Regions from separate parts of the Sus scrofa genome. Here regions 1 and 3 are each linked to region 2. The links are chromatin contacts, called in public Hi-C and promoter capture Hi-C maps. All regions are on one chromosome and are shown on one strand. The core of a region is the stretch at or near the end of the contact, and the rest is flanking DNA. Distances in the headings are between cores, read along the strand shown. Region 1 holds the start of PXT1 (peroxisomal testis-specific protein 1). Region 2 holds the start of SLC26A8 (testis anion transporter 1). Region 3 holds the start of SRSF3 (serine/arginine-rich splicing factor 3).

The links. Promoter capture Hi-C pulls out the DNA fragments that hold promoters and counts their contacts. Hi-C and Micro-C count contacts between places; a contact is called where the count stands out from the background.
Region 1: a contact with region 2 is called in a promoter capture Hi-C map of fetal liver, with 2.7 times the contacts expected there. The contact joins the promoter of PXT1 here to the promoter of SLC26A8 in region 2. A contact is called at or near these places in 1 of 5 promoter capture datasets (fetal liver) and 1 of 47 Hi-C or Micro-C datasets (embryonic fibroblasts).
Region 3: a contact with region 2 is called in a Hi-C map of liver, with 3 times the contacts expected there. The contact joins the promoter of SRSF3 here to the promoter of SLC26A8 in region 2. A contact is called at or near these places in 1 of 5 promoter capture datasets (fetal liver), 2 of 47 Hi-C or Micro-C datasets (embryonic fibroblasts and liver) and 1 of 2 datasets of contacts at active chromatin or transcription factors (alveolar macrophages).

Annotation. Positions count from the first base shown.
Region 1 is chr7:32,123,119-32,127,767 of Sscrofa11.1, reverse strand. It overlaps PXT1 (peroxisomal testis-specific protein 1), which reads left to right and starts at 1,935. Exons shown (of 4, transcript XM_013977855.2): 1 at 1,935-2,709; 2 at 2,712-2,837. The coding sequence starts at 2,670.
Region 2 is chr7:31,789,893-31,794,132 of Sscrofa11.1, reverse strand. It overlaps SLC26A8 (testis anion transporter 1), which reads left to right and starts at 2,513. Exons shown (of 21, transcript XM_003356617.4): 1 at 2,513-2,952. The coding sequence starts at 2,530. It overlaps MAPK14 (mitogen-activated protein kinase 14), which reads right to left and starts at 2,735. Exons shown (of 12, transcript XM_003356615.4): 1 at 1,972-2,735. The coding sequence starts at 2,087.
Region 3 is chr7:32,287,934-32,291,955 of Sscrofa11.1, reverse strand. It overlaps SRSF3 (serine/arginine-rich splicing factor 3), which reads right to left and starts at 2,492. Exons shown (of 6, transcript XM_021098646.1): 1 at 2,356-2,492; 2 at 445-652. The coding sequence starts at 650.

The DNA of each region.
Region 1 (4,649 bases), core at 686-3,185, 330 kb before region 2:
GCATCTATCATACTTGGATTTGGTATCCAAAGAGGATTCTGGAGGGGTTCCCCTTGTGGCACAGTGCAAACAATCTGACTAGGAACCATGAGGTTGAGGATTCAATCCCTAGCCTCACTCAGGGGGCTAAGGATCTAGCATTGCTGTGAGCTGTGGTGTAGTTCACAGATGTGGCTCGTATTTGGCGTTGCTGTGGCTGTGGTGTAGGCCGGTAGCTATAGCTCTGATTCGAAACCTAGCCTAGGAACCTCCACATGCCCTGGGTGCAGCCCTAAAAAGCAAAAAAAAACCCCAAAAACAAACAAACAAAAACAACAACAAAGAGGAACCTGGAATCAATACCCCATAGATAACAAAAGATGGCTTATAATTGGCATTGATTATTTTTCAATCTACTTGGGGAAAATAAAGTCCAACATTCCCCATTGTTTATTTTAAAAGACCATAGTTAGATATTTTACTCTCGGTTATTTAGCAATGTTATATGAACAACTAGAACAAAATGATAGTTTCATAATGAGATGATGGATAAGGCTTCCTGCTGGTTCTGTCAGGTAAGACTCTCACCCTGAAACTGCATCTTGACTGTCAAAGTTGCCCATTTAGGAATTTTTTTTTTTTTTTTTTTGTCTTTTGTCTTTTGTTGTTGTTGTTGTTGTTGCTATCTCTTGGGCCGCTTCCGTGGCATATGGAGATTCCCAGGCTAGGGTTTGAATCGGAGCTGTAGCCACCGGCCTACACCAGAGCCACAGCAATGCGGGATCCGAGCCGCGTCTGCAACCTACACCACAGCTCACGGCAACGCCGGATCGTTAACCCACTGAGCAAGGGCAGGGACCGAACCCGCAACCTCATGGTTCCTAGTCGGATTCGTTAACCACTGCACCACGACGGGAACTCCCCATTTAGGAATTTTATCCAGGGCTGATCTGGCTCTGATGCACTAACTGGAAAGGATAGCCTTTTCCTAATGGAAAGTTTACTCGAGAAATCAAATTAAGGTTAGAAGACTGCCTGATGAGTGTTGTTAAAACGTCAAGCCACCTAAGGCACCCAAAATGTCCAGGAACACACAACCCTTCACCCCACAGCTCCCTCTCCCCTAAATGGCCCAAGTTACAATAATAAAAATTTGTAGTAGCATTCTACACTGGAAAATGTGGGACATTTGAAAAATGATGAATCACCATTTTACTTGACGATTTCTCCCTCCTTGTTTTGTATAGCTGAGATAGCTGCTTATCACCTTTCTTTCAAAGTCATTTCTTTTCAATTCTTGCTTCTTTATCTAAAGCTTCAATACAGTCTTACAGTGCTTACTGTTCAATACAGTGGCCACTAGCCATATGCAGTTACTGGTCACCTGAAATGTGGCTGGTTTGAGTTGAGATGCATTGTTAAGTGTAAAATACATACCAGATTTGAAGACTTACATTAATGAAGGTGTAAAAGATTTCATTATTCATTTTTCACATTGATTACTTATTGAAATAACACTGAGTTTTATTTGGGGATATATTTAATTAAATAAAATATATCATTAAAATTAATCTCACCTATTCCTTTTCACTTTTTTGATGTAGCTACTAGAAAAATTAATGTTACATGTATAGTTCACATACTTTTACTGGCTAGTACTGATCATTGATCTAAGGTTCCTAAAGGCCTCCCCTGTCATTTTCTTCTTCTTCTTCTTTTTTTTTTGCTTTTTAGGGCTGCACCCTTGGCATATGGAAGTTCCCAGGCTAGGGACCAAATTGGAGCTGCAGCTGCCTGTCTAGGCCACAGCCATAGCAATGCGGGATCCGAGCTACATCTGCAACCTACACCACAGCTCATGGGCAATGCTGGATCCTTAACCCACTGAGCAAGGTCAGGGATTGAACCTGCATCCTCATAGATACTAGTTGGGTTCATAACCCTGATGAGCCACAATGGGACCTCCCTTCAATTGTTTTTCATAGTCTGACCTCTCTTATCCATTCCTTCCCTTTCCAGTAACTGCTTAGATTTGGAAGGTGAAATGGCAAGTCAAGCTGCGGCCAGCCTTTAAATAAGAGAACTAAGTGCACTGATAGACAATGAAAATCTTCAATTCTTCAACTTATTTGATGGGTGCTACAATACTAGAATAAAGGGCCGGGGGGGACTGGGCACAGGAGGATAGCTTTCATTAGTGTCTATAGAGATGGACCGTGTGTATACAGAGGATTAAAGAGGGAATACAAGACATCTGCGGAGGAGAACACACACAAATACACAAATAAGACAAAGAATGTGTTTCATTTCCATCCTTTCCTACCTGTCTAGTTTTTTAAATCTATTTTTCTTTTGGCTACAGTAATTTTTCTCTCTTCTTCTATGTGTACTAATTTAGACTGTTCACTTGATGGTATGTGGCTATTAAAAAGATGAAGAAAACTGCTGGGAGATGAGGATACTGGGTGGTGCAGCAAATCTAAAGACCAAAAAAACACAGAAAGACTTTCACTTAAGTTGAAGAAGATTGTAGAGAAAGATGACCCTGTTCCATTTTCCACCCAAATTCACTACCCTTTTCTATATGGGATAAAGCCTGCTTATGTTAGAACATCAGTGTTCATCTAACATATATACTGAGAAAAGGGGGAAAGCCTCTGAAAATTTATATCTTCCAACAGGGAAAAAACATGAAGAAAAAACATGATGCCATTGTTTGTGAACCTAAAGAATACTGAATCCCTCTCCCAAAGTAACAAATTGTTGCAAATCACTGTGGGTGAAATACAGTTTTCAGAAGGCTTACATGACTAGACTTGTCAGCTCCCAGCCAGTTCCAGCCATGTCAAGGAACCCAGGTAAGATATTATTTGTCTTAAACTAAGTTAAATATTCTACTTAGCATGTATTTTTCTTGGTATTGAGGACATAAAATTGGGCATTAAACAGAGTATTTAAACATTAACTGTGAGAAGGAGTGGTAAATCTATCCATCAAAGTTCTTCTGTGGTAAAAATCTAAAGCTGTCTTTGCTTCATGGTATAAATCTCTTAATATCTATTACCTCTGAATCACTGATGTGACAACTAATTAAGATGATTCCAAATCGGCTAAAATAGATCAAATTTATCTTTTAATAAAAACTCATCTTTAAATTTGACCCAAAAATCTCTGTATTGTTAAAGCAGGGAAAATTCAGTTTGGAGTCCTTCTTGATTTTTGTCACTATAGCAAAGAACATGAGAGAAAGATAAACTTGAAATTTTGTTTTGCAAAAATGTATGATTCCTAAATGTCCCAAAAATGTTAGGAAATTAAAGTGTTATGTTTTGAAAAACATTAAACATTCGGGTTAAATGTATGGGGTTTTGGTTTTAGACTTTTAGATTAAAAATATGCTAGACACCTGAAAGGAATTATTAAAACTAATCTCAAACTATTCTCCAATTTTAAAAGAATTACATGCCACTGAGAAAGCGGAAATTTCAAGGTCTCTTACCACCATGTCTAATACGGTATCCATTTTCTAAAAAGTACCTAATTGACTAAAATTTTGAATTTTCATCAGGGCGGGTGTCAACAATTATTTCTCAAAGCCCGAGACTTCTAGAACATATATTTTGTTCTTTTAAATTGAAACGTAACTCATACACCATAAAGTTCAAACTTTAAAGGAACACAATTCAGTGGTTTTTGTATGTTCACAAAGCTGTGCAATAGCCACCGCTATTCTAGAACTTGTATTTCGTGGTGAACCTTTTGCAATGTTTTCATTTCACTTTCATACCACTTAATCCTCACAGATCCTTCATGAAGCTGAGGTGCACGGTGGGCTCTTGCCACATCTACCCTCTAATGCTTTCCTAATTACACTTTCACCTCAAAAGCAGAAGCGAGGTGGAGAATTAATAATGCTACTACCTTTGAGTTAGAGAATTAACAGCTAACAACCTAATCTACGTGTTTCCTTGCCCGGAGTTCTGGTTTTACTATGTCCATAAAACCTTACTTGCGCCTCGCATTTTCGTCTGCTGCCCAACCAATGTGCATTCAAGGATTGCCAAACAGAAACGAGGGGACGCCCCCCAGTTAGGTGGCAGCAGACTCCTCCCACACCCCCCATTTCCTTCCCTCACTAGCTCACGGGGAAACAGCGCGTTTCTTCCCTTTTACTGTATCGCGGAAGAAGTGGGGAATGTGGAGACTGAGGCGGGGGCGATGTGAGAGGGACCGAGTTGTTAAAACGTCATGGAGAACCCTAAAGCCAGGGTAAGCTGAGGCTCCAGGCGGTAAACCCAACTGCTCAGTCTCCCGACCTCTCACTCAGGTCTGAAGGTAGGAATGAGCAATGCGCGCCACCGCGGGTGCGGGAGACCGCCTCCGGCTGAGCGCTGTGTGCACTTCTCATTGGTGACAGCCGCCCACGCGACCCTACTGCCAGCCCCGCCCCAAGCTCTTTTCCCGCCGGAGAGCTGGACTCCGAGCCTGCCCAGGTGCCAGGCACAGAGTACAGGACCCTGGGAAGCTCTCCTGCTGGGAACCTTAAAAATGGATGATGACAGATACACTGGATTACATGGATGGATGGATATATGATAGATAGGTAGATAGATAGACAGACAGATAGATAGATAGATATATACCCTAAATACTGCCCGAAGTAAAACTCT
Region 2 (4,240 bases), core at 1,264-3,763:
TGTTAGCCTGGGAACTTCCATATGCCGTGGGTGGGGCCCTAAAAAGCAAAAACAAACAAACAAACAAAAAACCTGTTTAACAAAATTACTTCCAAGTGTCACTTACTTATTGATGGCTTCTATAAACCAGAAAAGTATAGCACTGAAAAAATGTGAACTTCATTTTAACGGCACTTTGCTGTAAATCTGAATCTCCAGTGTCAAGACATAGCTAGTCACACCAAAGGCAGAGAAACCTTGCAAGCAGTTCTTAAACTCTTCATAACTGAGCTATTCTGCTGTATCACATCATTAAAGTTTAAACATTATTTGACAGAAAAACACAGTACTACAAAAATTAATGTGCCAAGTCAAGAATGAAAAATGGAGGTAAACTAATGAGCTACTAAAGGAGCAACGATCCAAAATCGTCTTCGAAAATTAGCAAATAAACAGCACACATATATGCATATGGTTAAATGCTGCAAATTCCCTTAAAATATAAACTGCCCTACTATAAAAATGGAAAAAAGATGTCAGGCATAGTGCCATCAGCAACATAACTCAAGCAGCCTGAACTAGAAAACGCAATATGATCTGTTGCTGGACACAATTGCACAATCTCAATTACCCAGAAGATTCTACCAAACAGGAAATTCATGCTGGGACTTTAAGAAACACAGGAATTATATTTAAAGATTAACGAGTCTAAAAGCCTGGAATTTGTGCCAAAACAAAAAATAATAAAAATAATCTTGTAGACCTCTTTTCAAATGATACATGCACAGGAATCACATGAATTAGCTTATGGTCAGGAGTTCTTACATTGCAGTAAATCTAAAATATAGTGTATAAGACCTGGGAAGTTAGAAAAGTTAGCGAAATAGTTCAGGTCCGGAAATGTTATGGTACCATTTAGTTTAAAACACATTCACAGCATGAATTAAGGCTGAAAAGTGTCTCTTCCTTCTTTTGCGATACATTCCATATCCTTATGAAAACCGTGGTGTACCTCAGGCTGTAAGTGTAGATAAGTTCCCTGCAAACTCTCTAAGGGACTTAAAAAGCCCAGTATTTCACAAGAATTATCACAATTTAAAAATATTTAAAATACCTCCCAATATTGTTAGTAACTTTTTGATCTTAAGGGCGTCCAACGGATCTGAATCTCACTTGCTCCAAAGGCGAAAATTGTTTTGTCCAACAATACTTAAATGAGCAGTGGTATGTGACTAATCAGTGAAGCCGCCAGCTTCTCAAGCTGCAGGGTGTTTGCAGGCACTACCACCCACCCCCAACTCTGCGAAAAGGAAATACGCTTTCAACTGAATCGGAAACACACCACTCAAGTTGGCACCGTGCTCACCGCGATAAAGTCGGTATTTTAAGCTCTGTGGATAGCTGCTAATTCAAGTGCGAATTCAAAAAGAACGCTTCTCCAAATGGGATTTCGACAAAGGTTTGCAAAAAAAGCCGGGACGGTACGTCCTTCGTCCTCAGTTTTGTTCAGATGACCGCAGTCTCCCTGGCGAGCTTTGCCCTTCTGTTCCTCCCGGCAGCTCCCGGGCTTGTCTGATCCAAGGGCAAGCTACGGCGCCCACAGTGGGCGCCCCTCGGGAGAGCCCCTCTGTTCGATGACAGCAGGGAGACCGCCAAAGAGGGCCCCCCTGTTCCTGCCCCCAGAGCAGCAACCACCCCACCCCACCCCCGACAAGGGAACGCGCAGGGTGCGAGCCAGCGCCGGGCTCCCAACACCACCGGGTACTCACTGCGGACCTCGTCCTACACACAGCTGACTACCTACGCGGGTGTGCTGAGTGAGGGGTCCCAAGGGTACAGGGAGTCCAGGACAGGGATCAAAGGGGCAGGGATGGCTTCCCCCCAGGGAAAATTCCTGCCGCTTGGTGCATTGCTGAGCCGTGGGGGCAGGCCTGGCTCTGGGGCATGAAGGGCTACCCAGCCCACCAAGGCCCCAGGCCCAGTGACACTTACCACACGGAGCCATAGGCGCCGGAGCCCACCGGGGACAGGTTCTGGTAACGCTCGGGTACCTCCCAGATTGTCTTGTTCAGCTCCTGCCGGTAGAACGTGGGCCTCTCCTGAGACATCTTCCAGCGGCGGCCGCGGGGCGAGGAGGTGGCCCTGCGGGGCCCCGCCTGCGCCCGCACCCGCTCCTCGGACCTCGGCGTCCGCCGGACCCTGCGGGGACCTAGAGCTGGCCACCCGCGCAGGTGCGGCTGCCGCGACCCTGACAACTCCCGCGCGCGCGGCCCCTGTCAGCCGCAGCAGCTGGACGCGCCTCGGCGACTGGGGCGAGCCCTGCTATGGGCAGGGGCGCGCTCCAGGGCTCAAAGCTGCGCCCACCACACTCTCCCTGCACCCGCTTCAGTCCAGGCCGACTCCGGTTTGCGCCGCGGGACTACCGCTCCAGCTGCAGCGCCCGCAGAGGTTCCAGTGGTCGCCGTTCCAGAGCCAGCGAACAGAAGCCTCCTGCCTTACTCTCGCGAGAACAGCTCCCGGGACTCTCCGCGAGCCGAGATTTTACCCAATATGGAACCTGCCTGTGGGCGGGGGTTGCTGAGGGGAGAGGACGGGAGGAGCAATTCTCGCGAGAAGAGAGCAACAGCTGGTCACCAGAGGCAGGAACTCCCGGGAACTGCTCTTCTTGAGGGCGCGAAGGCGGACCCAGGCAAGAGGTGGTCAAGCGGCGAACATTTGCCGCGTGCGCCCCACCGTGGTCGGCGGGGCAAATGCCTAGTTCCCCGGTGGAAAGCGACAGTGACTAATAGGGTGTCGGGAAAGAGCCAAAGGATCTTTGAACTACCACAGCAGCCGAGCACCCGCTTAGCGGAACCTCCAATTTCCAAGAAATATTGCATAAAAAAGAGGTTCTGGCCAGAAAGCCGTTGCAGTCTCATCTGCTCAAGGACATATGGCTTACTCTTCGGAATTCTGACGAAATCTGCCCCAAAGGTAAATATTAGCCCTGCATTAAGTTTGAGGTTTTCCACCCAAACTCTACTAGTAGTTCTCAACTTTCTATGTGCGGAGGAATCACCTTGGGAGTTTAAAAATGAAGAGTCTATGGATCCACAACGAGTTTAATTGGATAGGTCCGCGATGGGCACCAGGAATGTGCCTTTTTACAATATGCCCCAAGTAATTCAGATAAGTCCCTGGTATCTCCGTTTGAAAAGAATTTTTAACACCATTACTCTGAAGGTTTGAAACTGACTCTTACCTTGAAGAGTTTTCCAGGGAAGAGGATTGTAAACATTTAAATCGTGCCTCTCAGAGTAAGAACAGTGCAGAGTGGTCTTCTGGCAGTGTCCGGTTAGGCAAGTCAATTGACCTTTCCTAGACTTTGGTTCCAGTTTATGCAAAAGAGAATTCCTGCCCTACATTCCCTACTTAAAGCTAAACACAATAATAAATGTGAATGGGCAGAGGATTATAATCCCATAACTTCCCCTACTGTTGGCCTATTCCTATGCTAAACCTTGTTACAATAAGCAGGAGAATTGGACCCTATCTATTCTTAGTCATTTCTTTTTAGAAATAACTGGGTTCAAGCCACTAACCATGATTATTCTCTTTTGTGTTATATGCATCCTTGGAGTGCTCAGACTTTGTCTGTCTTGCCCCAACATTTAGCACAGTGCCTAGAACGTAAAAGTTCCCCCATAAATATTTGTTGAATAAATTATGAATAATGACATGGTCTCAATTTAAGAAGCAGAGCAGGATCCTCAGTTCTCCTCAAGGAAAAATAAAACTAAGCCCAAAACCAGGGTCATGAGTGATTTGTAGAAAGCTTTCTTTGGATTCAACATGGTTTGGCTCAGGTTCTCTTGCCTGTGAAGACATGTTGCTTAAAAATGTTCCAAGCTTTCTAAGAAGTAATGCGAGTTGAAGGAGGAAATGAGAGCAAAAATGCAACTGTAAAGAAATGAAGGGTGGGAGTGGGGAACCAAGGTGATGCGTGCATGGGTACAAGGGAGGAAACGTGGGGGAAGTTGGCCTTTTAAGAAACTCATGTTTATATATTATACTGTCTCTGTTTGACATTTTTATTGTTGTATTTCTAGAGTCAAGCATTTACAAGAACTTTCATATATACCCTCCTGACAACTTCCATCTACCTTATTTTTGTTTTAATCAGGTCTCAAACTTTTTTTTTTTTTTTTCTTTTTGGCTGCCCTGGAACATATGGAGTTCCCTGACCAGATCCAGCTGCAGTTGTGACTTACACCGCAGCTGC
Region 3 (4,022 bases), core at 1,243-3,742, 500 kb before region 2:
CAACAAGACACTAAAAGCATAGGGAAATAACACCCACACTTCCTAAAAAAAAGTGTTATCATGTAAAGATAATGGTACAATAAACCCATGTAACCATCATCCAGCTACAATCAATCAGGATGTGACCATAAGGGAATGTCTGATTCCACAATTTTAGATTTCAAAGTTTACAACATGACTATTTATAGTGGATTTAGATTAAAATATTTCAGTCATATTTTGGATGCTGCTCTCCACCCGCCAACTGCAAATAAAATTCTTTTCTTCAATGGCAAACTGAATAAACTCTCCCTACGTATCGTCACTAAAACCGTTGTCCTTTTTTGGCCAGAAAAAAAAAAATTTATGTAAATCTCCACAAAGCCATCTAAAAACCTCTTATCCTAGAGATTTTAAATATTAAAAGGACAAACAACATATTATTAGCAAAAATTAACAAATTACCTCCCATCTAGCTCTCGGACAGCATCAGCTGCATCTCGGGGATCTTCAAATTCAACAAAAGCAAAGCCAGGAGGATTTCTAGCAACCCATACACTTCGGAGTGGTCCATAATAGCCAAAAGCTCGTTCCAATTCAGTCTTGTTACCATTGTTTCCCAGATTACCTACATAAACTTTACAGTCCAATGGACAGGAATCACGATGCATTTCTGTAACAAAAAAAAAAAAAAAAATCCAAAATATCATAACCCACACAGTAAAAAACAGATCCTTAGGAAAGAATTCAAAAACCGAAAAAAGGTAAAGGCACTACCCTTGAAACACCCCAATCGTTGCCAATAACCACCTGGAAGCCAAGCTGTGTAAGAAAATAAAAAAAAAAATCACCTCCCAGAGAAGTGGAGGGAGGAAACAGTAGGGGAGCATATGCCACAAAATGGGAACTGAGAGACTTAAACCTATTTCAGTTATCTGAAGGGGGGGGAGGAACAACTTTGAAAAGTAGGATTAAAAGCAAAACCTGGAGACTACAAAACAAAATGACAAGTGAAGACAAGACAGCAGTTAAGGCTAAACCACTAAAAAAGTGATAGTAATGTGCCTTCACAAGCCAAAACTTTACTCAAGCAGGACAAACTTGTTTTTTAAAAATATATATCTTGTTCTACCCTCAACAGCCGAAAGGTGTTAACCCAAATGTCCAGCAACAAAATGGAGAAGCAAAATTATTACCCATACAATGGAGTATTCAGGAACGAGTACCCATAAACATGGACAAAACGTGAAAGCATGCTAAGTTATAGATATCAGACAAAAAAAATACACGTAATACCATCCCATGTATGTGAAATATCCGAAACGGGTAAATCCAGAGACAGATTAGTAGCTACCAGGGGCTGCGGGAGAGAAAGGGGCAGGCCAAAAGGGTAGTGGCTGCTTAACAGTACAGGTCACCTTAGTGGGTATAATAAAATGCTTTAAAACTAGATAGAGGTGATAGTTACACAACATTGTGAAGGTATCGAATGCTTCTGAATCGTGCACTTTAAAATGAATGTTACATTAACTCCACCTCATGGGGAAAAAAATAGATTATTTGTTGTGCAAGAACTTAAGGCACTTTAGTTTACATTTGAAAAACCTTCAATACTAATAAAGCCGCCTCAGCAACGAATCTAATCAACTTGTAGATTACATACGAAAAGCAGCCTGTCCAAAAACTCAGCTTAAGGGCTTTTCATAAACACGTTATCCAATTAAAAAAAAAAAAAATACCCGCCCAGACACATCCTATTTGTGTGACCCCGCCCTGTGCCCAGAAGTTCCGAGACCAAACCCATTGTTGGTGAATTAATCTTTCCCAAAAACTTTACCCTGACCAGTTTTAATGCGAAGCAGCTATAAGAACAATACAGCTCAAGAAAGATCAGCTTAAAAAAAAATAGTTATTGGATTCAGGCTGTAAAAAGTGAAGTTAAAGTAACACGAAAATGAAAGAAAGTAGAGAAATCCTCAAATATGGATCGAAGGGTCCAGTCTTGAGTAGTGACTTGAAGAAAAAAAATCCTAAGCCGCTACTTAAGGAAACGTGGGCAAAAAGAAAAAAAAGGCGCCATAAATTGAATGGCCGCGATCTAGAGTACAACCGATTACCGATACCCCCTTTGCCTCAACTCGAGCAATCTCACTTCCCGATTCAGCCCCCCAGGGAAGGGTTATAAGCACCTCCACTTGGAAGCCTGGGTGCCTGCTCCGGGGGGCCGGGAGCCCCCTCCACCGCCCCGTGTTGAACGTCACAAAATGGCGGCAGCGTCTCTTTGTCTCAATCTGGCGCCGCCATTGGGCCTGGCCCCACCTCGGTCCTGTTAAGGCCCATTTCCCACCTCATTCCTTTAGTCGCTGGGTCTCTTACCGAGATCTTAGATTAGAAATGCGAAGACTCAAATCCACGCACCCGCGGCTGTCTCTTCCCACTCCCCTCCCGCCTGGCTCCAGCAGATACTCTCCCCGATCCGGCGTCCACGAAATGGCGGACCAACACCGTCTCCTCGCCTGTATTTATAAGCCATCCTGGAGTCACATGATTGGACGGGTTCGCCCAATGAGAGGCGAAGAAGACCGTGACGTAATGGCCACAAACGCTGCGAGAACCGCGGTTGCTGAGAGCCTTCTCTGGTTGTGCTGCCTCGTCGGTGGAGACGCGCGCAGCCGTCGTGCCTCAGGGCCAGAGCTCCCTCGGTGTAATTCTCCTGTTGCCGAGTTCTCCTCAGTCACCTCTCCCTCATCTCCAAATAGCCTATTAATAGGGATTTAATAACATCATCGCCGGTCACACCCAAACACTGATAGAGCCTTTTGCACCCAATAAGATTACAGTATAAAATGAGTTCATTAATTACTGCTCCGCATGAGCGGTTAGGCAGGAACTGAGACCATCACGTTTACAAACGTGCTTCGGAGTTGCTCCCAAGGTCACGGGGCTGTTTGTGAACCCGCTGTCACCACACTGTGCCCCTCCGGGTCCCACACTTGGGGAAAAGCCCAGTCACGGAAAGTCGGCCCAACTCTGGCTGGTCTGCCACCTCTCACCCAAACTGCACGATTTGGCAGAGACGATGGCGTCATCATTTTGGACTCTTGAAATGTTTAATAGAAACTCAAAGGCAAATGAGACGGGTCAGGCCATCCAGAAAGTATCGCATTTAGTAACAGTATAAAAGGAAGTTCCTGAGGAGATTGAATTCGGCACCCCTCTCCTCCGCAACGAATACCAGTCTGTCTTCTGGCAAAGGCTGTTGTACTGACCGGGGCTCAGAGGTGGGGGGTCTATGGTTCACTAACACCTTCCTCTCTGCTTTCCACTTCCTCTGAAAAGAACTGAGCCACGAAATTAACTATTGGGAGAGAAATACCAATGGTTTGTTAGAAAAATCACCAAGATCTTCCTCTCTGGAACAGTGAGTTCAGCTAAGAGGGTTGCCTGGTTTCCTCCCCTTTCAGTGGAGTCTGACTTACTAACGTATCTAAATCTGCTCTCAAGAAAAATAATAACTTGTATTTTTCCACCAGTAGCTGAAAGATATGCCAAACATTCACTGCTTTCCTTTTCCCAGATATTCTCTTATTGTGGCTCTAAGAAGTTTATCTATCCATGTGGGGTGGAGACACGACTTACTGTTTCTGAGTTTTCACACCTGTAAAAAACGAGGATTTCATACTGGCAAGGGAAGAGGGAGAATGGAAACTACATTTGTTGAGCCAAGCCCTGAGCTGGTCTTACCTGGGTTTTTCCCAGGTAGGAATTCTAGCAAAGCTTTTCTCTTCCTCTTCTTTCCTTCTCTAAATGTTTTTCTATTCTGGCTTACTTCTATTTGCTTTGATTTGCTCCTCTCTTCCTGTGTAAGCTTTTCTCCTCTTTTTATTTCCTTCTATCAAAGCAAAGCCATTGAAGTCAGACAGTCCTATATTTGGACCCACAGTACTGCTGCTACTTACTGCTAAAGTGTCTGGAGAAATATCCCTTACCATCTCAATATTAGTTTCCTCTCTGTAAAATGGGTAACTACACCAAGCCTTGCA